Linked DNA regions of Mus musculus: region 1 is linked to region 2. A link is a contact called in public promoter capture Hi-C data. All regions are on one chromosome and are shown on one strand. Each heading gives the region's core, a stretch centred on a gene start, on an enhancer-like site or on the middle of the called end of the contact. The rest is flanking DNA. Distances are from core to core; before and after follow the strand shown.

The links. Capture Hi-C pulls out chosen DNA fragments and counts their contacts.
Region 1: a contact with region 2 is called in a promoter capture Hi-C map of adipose tissue. The contact joins two enhancer-like sites. A contact is called at or near these places in 1 of 39 promoter capture datasets (the 3T3-L1 cell line) and 1 of 9 other capture datasets (adipose tissue).

What each region holds. Positions count from the first base shown.
Region 1 is chr14:25,715,888-25,721,204 of GRCm38.p6, reverse strand. It overlaps Zcchc24 (zinc finger, CCHC domain containing 24), which reads left to right. Exons shown (of 4, transcript NM_001101433.2): 3 at 1,414-1,578. Among named protein-coding and RNA genes, the nearest start is that of Ppifos, 17 kb to the right of the region's middle. Within about 2 kb of position 2,589, at least 89 of the 459 cell types and tissues checked have an H3K27ac peak or open chromatin away from gene starts, as enhancers often do. A contact at or near this core is called in adipose tissue, where this site is marked.
Region 2 is chr14:25,227,284-25,232,674 of GRCm38.p6, reverse strand. No RefSeq gene overlaps it. Among named protein-coding and RNA genes, the nearest start is that of Gm32379, 18 kb to the right of the region's middle. Within about 2 kb of position 2,919, at least 30 of the 459 cell types and tissues checked have an H3K27ac peak or open chromatin away from gene starts, as enhancers often do. A contact at or near this core is called in adipose tissue, where this site is marked.

The sequences.
Region 1 (5,317 bases), core at 1,340-3,839, 490 kb before region 2:
AGTACAGTTCCAAGTACCCATATTGATTGGCTCTCAGCTGCCTGTAACTCCAGCTCCAGGTGATCTGACACCCTCTTCTGACTGCAGCAGGCACCTGCATGCATGTGCATAGAAAATATTTTAAAACGTGCACAGAAAATACTCTGAGGAATATGAGCAAGCCATTCTTTTGTTTTTAAGACTTATTTATTTATTTTATGCATGTGAGTACACTAGCAAATCATTCTTAAATACATGCAAAGATGCCTCTTGCTCGTTATGAAAGATGTCTGTCAAACCTGCTCTGAGAGAATCTCATACCTTTTAGATTAGTGATACTATAGTCTCCCCTCATGGAGAAAGGTACATTTCAAGATGCCTGCTCTGGGGCTGGAACTAGGGGATACAATGGCAAGATCAAAACTAGCATGAGGGACTGGCAAGATGGCTCAGCAGGTAAGAGCACTGACTGCTCTTCCAAAGGTCCTGAGTTCAAATCCCAGCAACCATGGTGGCTCACAACTACCTGTAATCCTCTTCTGGTATGTCTGAAGACAGCTATAGTGTACTTATGTATAATAATTATAAAGAAAAAAAAACTAGCATGAATCTCTCTTAGATTTCCCAGCAGAGGCTTGGTTCTCAACACACATTTTTAGCAACTTGGACCTTCATGGTATTGGTAGATTTCCCCCTTTCAGGTAAGAGAAGCACTTTACAACACCTCCTTGGAATATGGGTTGACCTGTGCTTCAGGTCAATTCGTATGTAAAATGAGAGCCACTTGAACATAAGCACTGTAGATGGTACCATTCATCAGTATCAGGCAGTCACTGAAGAACTAATGAGCAGGTAGCGGGTAGCGTATATACTATGGACTCACGGAGCAATGAGACCTCTGATGCTTCAGGCATGTGGCTCTCATCTTGTTCCTCAGAACTGTGCACAGTTTAAAGCTTATGAGTTGTTTCTGGGACTCTACTCCAGAGGGTCCGGAACACGAAACTGGTGAAGCATTGTGGGAGTTGAGGCAGCGGCAATAGGTCTTATCGCTAAAAAATGGCGCTCATAACCTTTGCCTCAGGAGTTTCACTTCTGGAAATTTACTCTACAAATCCACTCACAGGCATGTATACAGGCATGTATACACGTGTACCAAGCACTCATTGTAGCACACGACGAACTTGCATGAATTCTGCCACCGTGCAGCCCTGAAGGAGAATACAGTAGCTACTGGTGCTGGCCGTCGTGACAGAAACGCCAAGCTTAGTTGGGTTGGAGTTGTAGCTCAGTGGGTAGAGGGCTTGTCCAGTCTGCACGAGGTCCTGGGTTTGATTCCCAGCACACCGTAAAGCAAGTATGGGGATGGGATGCAGGCCATGAGAGCTGAAGGCTGAGCCCTCATTTTCCTGTATTTACTTCCTGTCTCTCCAGGCACGCCCCAAAGGTGAGGGTCTGACGCCGTACCAAGGCAAGAAGCGCTGCTTTGGCGAGTACAAGTGCCCCAAATGCAAGAGAAAATGGATGAGTGGGAACTCTTGGGCCAACATGGGGCAGGAGTGCATCAAGTGCCACATCAACGTGTACCCGCACAAGCAGGTGGGTAGGCGGGGCCTGGGTAGGGGTGGAGCTAGCTGTGGGACTGAGCAGCCTGCAGTGGGTGGGGCTGGGGGAAGTCGCAGGGCGCTCTTTCAGGCTCCCTGCAGGGTGATTCTTTCCCCCTTCTGAGGCTTCACTGGCTCTCTACTCTGGAACCTGAAGCTGAGGTGTGTGGGTGGGGTAGGCAGGAAGGGTAAGCCATGGTGGATGACTGGGAGGACAGGGAATTAGGACAGCTCAGTTTCTACAAGTCTTCTAGTGTCTGGGTTCCGAGGATCTGGGCTGCAGGTCTGGGGGACTCACAGACTGTCTTATGACCTAGACAGAAAGGCAGAACCAGTTCGCACACTCAGAGGCAGAGGAACTGGACACGTGGCAGTTTTTCTGTGTGGGCCAGTGTCTGGCAGGACAGGCTAAGTATGGGGTCCCTTCCATCTTGCCAAGATACCCCTCGGTCCCTGATGGCTTTCCCTGCCTTCCTCCATCCCACATCCTACCAGCATAGCCTAAGTGTAGCCTGCTGACCTGCCAGCCTGGCTCTACACAGAAGAGCCCAATCTAGATGAATCTTTCAAGAGCTCGAAGCTCCATGCTTCCCACTCACCATCATCCAGCCAGTATTTGTTGAGCACCTACTGTGTGCTTTGGGAAGATTGAGGTACACAAAGGCAATAGGTTTTGAACAATCGCACCCTGCAGCACACACACCAGCCACGTTCTGGGTTCCTGGGTCCTTGTGTTCCTTTCTTTGGCTTGAGATTTGGGAATACCTCCCCCTTGCTCTCCTTGTGAGGGAGTGGAGCCTGTCCTCTTGCCCCTCCCCCAGTGCTGACCTGGGCCACCTCACTCCTCTGAGAAACCCTGCCCCCACTACATCTGTTTCCTGTCAGACTCCAACTGTGTCTCCCCCAGACAACCCAGCCCCCCTCCCACCCCAGAAGAGAGGAAAACACACGGGCTTTGCTCCCCTGCTGGGGGCTGGGGGTGGGGTGGGGCAGTTCACAGATCAGTCCCAGCTGCTGGGTGTTTCCTTCCACGGAGGGGAGTCATCCTGACAGCTCCCCCAAGCTCCCCACTGGCAACTTGAGGCTGCAGGCTGAGTAAGTCTTAGCAGCTGGCTAGAATCCACATTGACCAAGGCCAAGGAGAAAAACAGTTTTAAGGAACCTCAGGCTTGGGCCGGCCAGTGTAGGCCAAGAGTATTTCCCAAGGATTCAGCTGATGGTGGTCCTGCCCTTTCAAAACATTACTGATAATATTCAATATTAATACTAATGTATGGACAGTTCCCCATGAGCCAGGTACCCTTCTAACCACAACCCCATGAAACAGGACTTCTATTACGTATATTTTATGAAGGAGAACAATCATGCAAAGAGATGCTAAATTACTTGCTGACTGTCCACACAGACATTATGAAGTCTTTGTGGAGCTCGGTAGTTATAGAATCATTTACTGTCTAGTACACACGTGCACACACACACACACACACAGCTAAGCCTAGATGACACCTGTCACTAACCTGCTAGCTCAGGCTGTAGAAAGATGAGCTGAGGTAGCAGCCATCAGCCAATGGATGGCAGAGGTGGTGTTCAAAGCTGTCTGACGTGTGATACTACGAGCTGTGGACACACTGCAGAGACATGGGCAGAGCAGTTTTCCAGAACACTCTGCAAGCCTCTCAGCTCTCCTCATTGGCTCTGCCCTTACCCGTGGGAGCTCTGGATCTCTGTCAGCCCCTGGCATAGAAACCAGGACAGCAGTGCCTGGCAGGGTGGGCAGAGCAGTGCAAGCGAGTTCTCAGGACCACAAGGGTGGAAGCGGCCGCAAAGGAGGATGCCGCCCCAGGGACCGAAAGCCAGGGACCTGGAACAGGCTAGGAGAGAGCATGAGATCTAGAGCTCTGGGAGGAGGACAGGCAGCATGCCTGAGAGTATGGGGCTTGGGGTTCACTGTTTCCTCTCTGGAGTACTCTGGGTAAGACTTTTAAATGGCTTATGGTTTCCTCATCTGTGGTAAAACACCAGTCTTATGGAAGCTGTCCCCTTGAGTCAGCCTGAGTTCCATGGCAGTGCCTAGCCATACAAAAGGAGGAGCAGAGACAGTGTAGACTAGCCCACTCTTGTCCCTCTATCCCCTACTAGAAAGCTGGCTCGTGGAGGGCCTGGGAAGAGCTGAGGGGAGCCGTGGAAACTGACTAGACAGCTTGGGTTTGGCCTGGGGTAGATAACATGCTCCACTAGTCACCATCCTGAGCAGAGAGCATGGGAGGAGGCCCTGGGTGCTGGGAACATCCAAGATGAAAGCGTAGGGACCAGATTCCAGCTCAAGATGGAGTTCTTCATATAGAACATACAATGACCCCGCCCTGGAGGCATGCAAACCCAAATGGAGAGATCTGTGCTGCTCTGTTTCTGGGACCCTTGGACCAGCAGGGGGTGGCTTAGCACCTCCTACTCTGAGTGACCCTGTATCACTGTCCCCCTCCCATTAATTTTCAAACTCAACGACATCAGAAGGGGTGTTTTTCCATCTAGCCTTTGTCTTTACTTGGTTTGCGGACTCATAGAAGTCAGGTGGCCAGGCCATGGCCACACAGTGAATGGAGGGTAAGCTGCCCTCTGGGACTTGGTCTGCCAGGAAGTCAAGCTCTTTCTCCTCTCCCCTGCTGGGACAGAATAGGAGGGATGAGGCCAGTCCTCTGAAAGGCCCCCAGTTCCAAACCCAGGCTCTCCTTCTTCCAGGCCTTTCCTCTGTAGCTAAAACTTAAAAGGCTGAGTTATGGGATACCCCCTTCTAGGGCAGCTAAGAGGTAGAACTCTGGCCACTTGCTGCCTAAACCTTCACCATTTAGAACACTCTAGCCATTTGCCTAACTGCCCTGAATGTCAGCTTGGGTCAAGGCCTGGTCAAGGCAGAAAAGCAGCTGGTACTCTTGAGTAATTAACAGTCTACACAGTGGACTGCGTCCATATCAGCTGCCCTTCCCTGACCATCCTGGGCATGTCACTGGTATCCAAGGGTCTTTGCCCCAACCCCATGTCAGCCTATAGTTTCTGCTCCCCTCTTCTTGGCAGATGGCTCCCAGCTGGCCCTGACCAGCTTCCTCTGAGCCTCTGAGTCTGAGTAGAGGACCCTTCTGTTGCCATGGTGTCATTCTGGGCTTGGAAGGAGAATAGTCTTTGTAGCCAACTGAAATACTGTCCACTACAGAGCCACTCCTCGTGATCTTTGCGATGTTTACAGGTCTTTGGCTGGCTATTATGGGTAGGTCAGGGAGGGAGAGGAAGCCAAGAACCCCAAGCCATCCAAAGTACAAAAAAATGGTTGAGGGCTGGTGAGGTGCCTCAAGGGAAAAGGGACTTTGCCACCAACATTGATGACCTGAGTTTGATCCCAAGGACTCACATGGCAGAAGAGAACGGGCTCCTCCAAGTTGTCCTCTGACCTCCACACTCAAGCTGAAGCAACACATGTATACATGTGAACACACACTTAGCACATGCAAGTTTTAGAGGGGTACTTGTGTGTGCCTAATGCTGCCCAGGTTACCATTAGCCAGTATCCCTTGGGGTTTCTCCAAACTTTGCAAATGAGCAGTGTGACAACATGCTTTACAGACAAGGATCACGCTAAAGTGGCACAGTAGGCCTAAGTCACCTCCTTTCCCTGGGCCTCAGTTTCTCTGTTAGAAAACGAGTTCATGTAGTCATTCGATAAATGGGCAGGCACTAAGCCA
Region 2 (5,391 bases), core at 1,670-4,169:
CCATGGTCTCTGATTTCAACCTGCTGTGCTGTTGTGCACTGGTGATGACTCTGAGTTTTCCCTCCATGCAGAGCTTGTGCTACATGCACTAGAGATGTGTGTGTGTGTGTGTGTGTGTGTGTGTGTGTGTGTGTGTGTGTGAGAGAGAGAGAGAGAGAGAGAGAGAAAGGGAGAGAGAGAGAGAGAGCGGGCCCACTTGCATGCTTCTTTAGGCTGAGCCACAGTACCCAGTAGGTGTTGTATCTTTTTCCACTTCCCACCTGACAAACAAATGACTGGGCAGGGACCTGGGGTCAGGTGGACTCCGGTCTTCTGCCTCCCAGAAAGATCTCCTCTGCTCTATTGGGGGTGGAGAAGAGATCTTTCTGGGAGGGTATAGGGTGGGTTATGGTAAGCAAATCTGAAGAAGGACTGGAGGTCTCATGGAGGGTCTGGGCCCGGCCATGTGGGAAGGTGGAAGCAGGAGAGTTTCCAAGCTGCTGCAGCCCTGGTTGGCCTGAGGCACACACTGCTGGGCTGGCTTGGCCTGAGGCCACACTGCAGCCCTGGTTGGCCTGAGGCTCACACTGCAGCCTGGTTGGCCTGAGGCACACACTGCAGCCTGGTTGGCCTGAGGCACACACTGCACCCTGGTTGGCCTGAGGCTCACACTGCTGGGCTGGCTTGGCCTGAGGCACACACTGCTGGGCTGGCTTGGCCTGAGGCTCACACTGCTGGGCTGGCTTGCAATGCTTTGCCTCTTCTAAAACCTCACAGTGAGTTGAGTTCCCACTGTGAAATGATGAGAGGATGGAAGCAAGGTTCCTATAGTGGGTGGAGCGAAGCTTGGGGGGGCCATGGGAATCCAACATAATCAGAAGGGTGGAGCCCTGTGCGAGATTAAATGTGGGTGGTCTCTAAAGAGCAAAGAGAGGCTAGAAGACACATTTCCCATCTCTCTTCTCTTTCTCATGGGCCTCACCATATGGCATCCTACACATCTCTAAGATTTTGCCAGAGAGAAGGCCAATTATCAGACTTGAGCTTTTGACCTTGGACAAGAACTATAAGTTCAAAGAAACCTCTCTTATTTTTAACTTTACAATGTCTCTGGTCTTGTTTGTGACTTTCATCATTTCTGGCCTTGTGTCACGAACATTTGAAGTTGGTTCAGGTAAGGGCTGCTCCCCTGAGACTCCTCCTTCCTTCACTGGGGATTACTATAAAGAAGTTGCTTGTTCAGCAAAACCTCTAAGAAGATCCACAGCAACTTTTGCTCCTCCTAATGTGCCAGGTACACTGGACAGTGGATGCCTTTACTTGTACCCTCATAGCTTTTGTTGACACACTATGCCACTTTTATAGTTACCCATGAGCAATGTGGCCAGCTGGGCAGAGGTGTCCCCAGCATCCAGAGCTTTGAAACATAGTGAAACCTGGTGCTGGGGGATCTGGGATCTAAGTCCCTAGCAGATAACCACTTCCATACAGTATTGTTATTCATTACTATTATGCATGCACATGCCGGTGGTAGCGTTGGTGGGGACCTAGCTCAGCCATTTTAATGGCAGCTAACTTCATTTCTCTGTGTTCAGCTTATGCAGAGGATCAGGCAGAGCTGGGCAAAGTTGCTTATCCCAATCTTGTCAGTGAGACTCAGAAACGGAAGTGGGGCTGGCGATGCTGGCGAGAGGCCCCAGAACCACACAAACACGGTGGGTGGTACATGCTTTGTTACTAAAACCTCTCCATCAAAAATCAGCCCACCAACCAGATAAGCTAACAGAAATGGAGACAATGGTAACGTCTATGGCGGTGGAGGCCAGTGGGAGGCCTGTGTTCCTTCTGGACCTCAGTAGTCACAAAGAATAGGAAACATGCATGCTTGCTGAGAGGGAGGGCTCCCCAAGCAGGTGCTGGGCCAGCAAAGTAAGGTACAGAGCATGGGACCAGAGGCCCAGCACATGTTAGGCAAGAGCTTTACCTCTGAGATACGAGATATACCCTTGACCTTTTTAAAAATTATTATTTTGAGACAGGGTCCTACTGAGTAGCCCAGGTTGGCCTTGAACTCACTCTGCTGCTCATGAAGGTCTTGCACTTTTGGTGATCCTGTCTCAGCCTCTCTAGGAATTGCAGAGAGGCTCTACCAGAGTCAACATGACAGTTAAGTGAAGCAGAGGGGTTGGGGGAACCTATTTGGGTATCAGAAATACACGGGATGTTATGGAATCAGTGGGAAGAGAGAAAGCTGTATGTAAAGAATCTCTGAATTCCATGCCTATCCCTCACTGATTTGTAACTCAGGGGAAACAATCTGACCCATGTATTCTTCAGTCTGTTCAACCAGAAAATATGGTAATTATATTTCAATCTCCAGAAATTACGGAGGGAAATTAGCAATGAATTAAGTCACCTAGGCAAGGCTTCTGGGTGGTTGAGTGTCTCCTGGCTGGGGCAGAATAAGCGAACTCTTATTTTATTTTTTAATTATTATTATTTTTTTTACCATGGTGCATCTCTTCTGGTCTACACATCTTCACATCTGAATTCAGTGGTGGAAGTGTGGCTTTCCATTCAGCCTTTTGTGTATGGTGTTGTAGTTTAATTAGAAATGCTTTTTCTGTCCTGGTAGCATGTACCCTAATGACCTGGCTTAAAAGGGAAGACACTGAAGTACAATCAACTGAGTTTTATCTATGGTGGTACTTCCTGGGGCTCCCTGCTCTGGACTGAAGCCTGACAGGCATCCCCACAGGATCCCCACAGCCAGTTGGCCCCCCTGGCTTCCCCAGGGAGAAGGTGCTGGGGAGGGGTCAATGGGCCTGCAGCCCATCGGGAGGCCTGGCGTTTTATAAGCAGTGAGTACCCATATTTACTCATGCTTTCGCTCAGCATTGCTGGGCTGCAGGCGGCAGACACTAACACTGGTTAACTTCAGCAAAAAGGAATTTATTGGCAGGATGTCGAGAGCTTGGAGAAGTGACAGGAACCTAGAGAAGCAGACTCTGGGAAGGCAGAAGCCTGGGCCTTTCTGATCACCTAGCTCAGGAGCTGTGACCATCACATACAGAAGGGAACATCTGGTCTTCATGCTGCTGAGGTTGAGACGGTGACCTCCAGCTTAGTCTCTGGATTCAGTGTCTTTCTTTTTTTTTTTTTTTCCCATTCTTCTTGCTTGTCTGTCAACCGAGGATTCCTCTTTTCTAGGCTTGTTGAATTCCCTGCCTTAAAGTGAGGGAAGTGGTGAAGTCATGCTTCCACTGTGGACGGAACTGTCGATCCTAGCATCCTTTGTAGGACTCTGTAACACAAGGTCTGTACATCCTTTGAGGAAGGGCACAGACATATATGTATCAGCGGGTCAGTTACATGTCACCTGGGAAAACGAGTAGCAGGCAGTGTTGTAGAACACTGTCAAGGCTCTTCTTGGAGATGGCAGGACGCTAAGGCAGCAGCAGCAGCAGCAGCAGCAATGACCAGTTGGAAGAAGATCCGTGCTGTGTGCTCAGCATGGGAAGCAAGGTGGCATCCTGCATGTAGTGACCACATGGATTGGTGTCCTGAGGACTATTCGGCTAAGAGCCCAGCTGTGCCCTGGCTGTCTTGCCGCTGCCCATCTGCCAGTCTATCCACCAGGCCTGTGATCTTCCTCACCTTCTATGGAATAAATCCCTGGCTGCTTCAAACTGACCAAGCAGGAGTCTGTCGCTGGCAACCCAGAAGCTTGGCTGACACTCTGAATGACTCTCAGCAGATGTGTGTTCCCAGAAGAGAGGTCGAGGCACGTTCCTGCTCCCCCTGGGATCTAGGAGCCTGGAGTTGGACCTTTGGCTTTCATAATGGGAGGCAGAAGCCTAGAATTCCCCTCCACCAAGACCACACACAGCGGGGAAGAGGCAAATTCCAGAAGGAACACAGGCTACTGTTAAATGAGGAGTGTGGGAGCACAGTTAGCAAAACAGGACACATGTGCGCTAACCAGTCTCTTTTATCCAAGTAAATAGAGTGTGCATCTTATGCGCAGGAAATGGATCTCTCTCTTCCTTCAAGTACACCACACGCACACTGCAAGCCGGATGCGTGCAGACACGGTAAAGCCTGCGGGATACAGCACTGACTGCCCTCCAGACTCCCTGGAGTAAAGGCACCAAGGATGGCTCCAGAGAAAAGGCAGGATGAGTTAGGCCTTGGAGGAGGACTGCGGGGTGGGACAAAGAGAGCAGGGGACGGAGCCACAAAAGCTTAACATGGTCTCAGCATCACACAGGGCCACAAGCACAGGCTCAGAGGAGAAGTAGGGGCACAGTGGGGCAGTGTCTGTGGGAAGATGAAAGTTTGGGGAGAGAGACTGAGGGTCAGACTGGGGTTTGGAAATATGAGCTTGAACATACTATAGCAATGGGTCAGGGGACATGTTCCTTCAGGAAAGTTAGGCCAGTCTCTGAGAAAGTTGTGTGGAAGGTGAGCAGCATGAGCAGTGGCTGGAGACTGACACAGTGCCAGAGAGAGGAAGCCGGGGCTGCAGGTTGGAAGCCTCGCCTATGGATGGCCTGGAGCCCCAATTAAGAATCTGCTGGAAGAAGCGCATGTGTCCAATATTGGGGCCTTTGGTGTGGAGGAGCTGGGAACCACTAGCAGTCAAACTCTGCTGCTGTTCCCAGCTCTGCCCAGCTTGCTAGCTGTCTGCATTTTCCTTTGCTTTCAGCCACGGTGACTTCCAACAGTGCTCTGCAGAATCTCCAGGACTTCCCAGAAGAGGCCCGTCAGAGTCTGCCTTACATGTAAAAGTTCTGCTTCAGATGTTTGTCATCTAAGAGATCCTGCCGTTAAAGTCCATGCCAGAAAAAAAAAATCAATGGATAAGCTTTCCAAGTTCCCATGTGGCTCTCTTACCACCCTGGGTGACTAACATGGCCTGGTTTGCCACACACAAGTTTCATTTTATCTAACCCCATGTTAAGATGACCACACCCAGATAAGCTAGAGGGTCGGTACCCTCAGTTTTAACATTCTGCTCTTAAAAGACAGGCTACCGTCTGGAGAGGTCACGGGGGGGGGGGGGGCGCGGCAGGCTGAACACTGGGGCTAGTGGCCTCTGCTGCCGTGGAAGTGGCAAGAGCCTCCTGAAGGAGTTGGGCAGGAGACCCCTAAGGCAACTGGGACAGCTACATGAGGCATGGGAGTCTCTGGAGCATAAGAGATTAGTTGATGCAGTCTGGATTGCTAGGACTGCTTCCCTGGGACTGGAGCCACTGGTCTGGTGTCAGGATCCAGAGAACCCTAATATCGTCTGCCTAACCCCACAGCAGCACATCCTCACGGATAGGCACAAGGCCAGAGATGTTCAAGGATAAGTCAGTGGCTCCACAGAGCATGTGCGGTTCAGGCTCCCTGCCCCACCAGACTTGC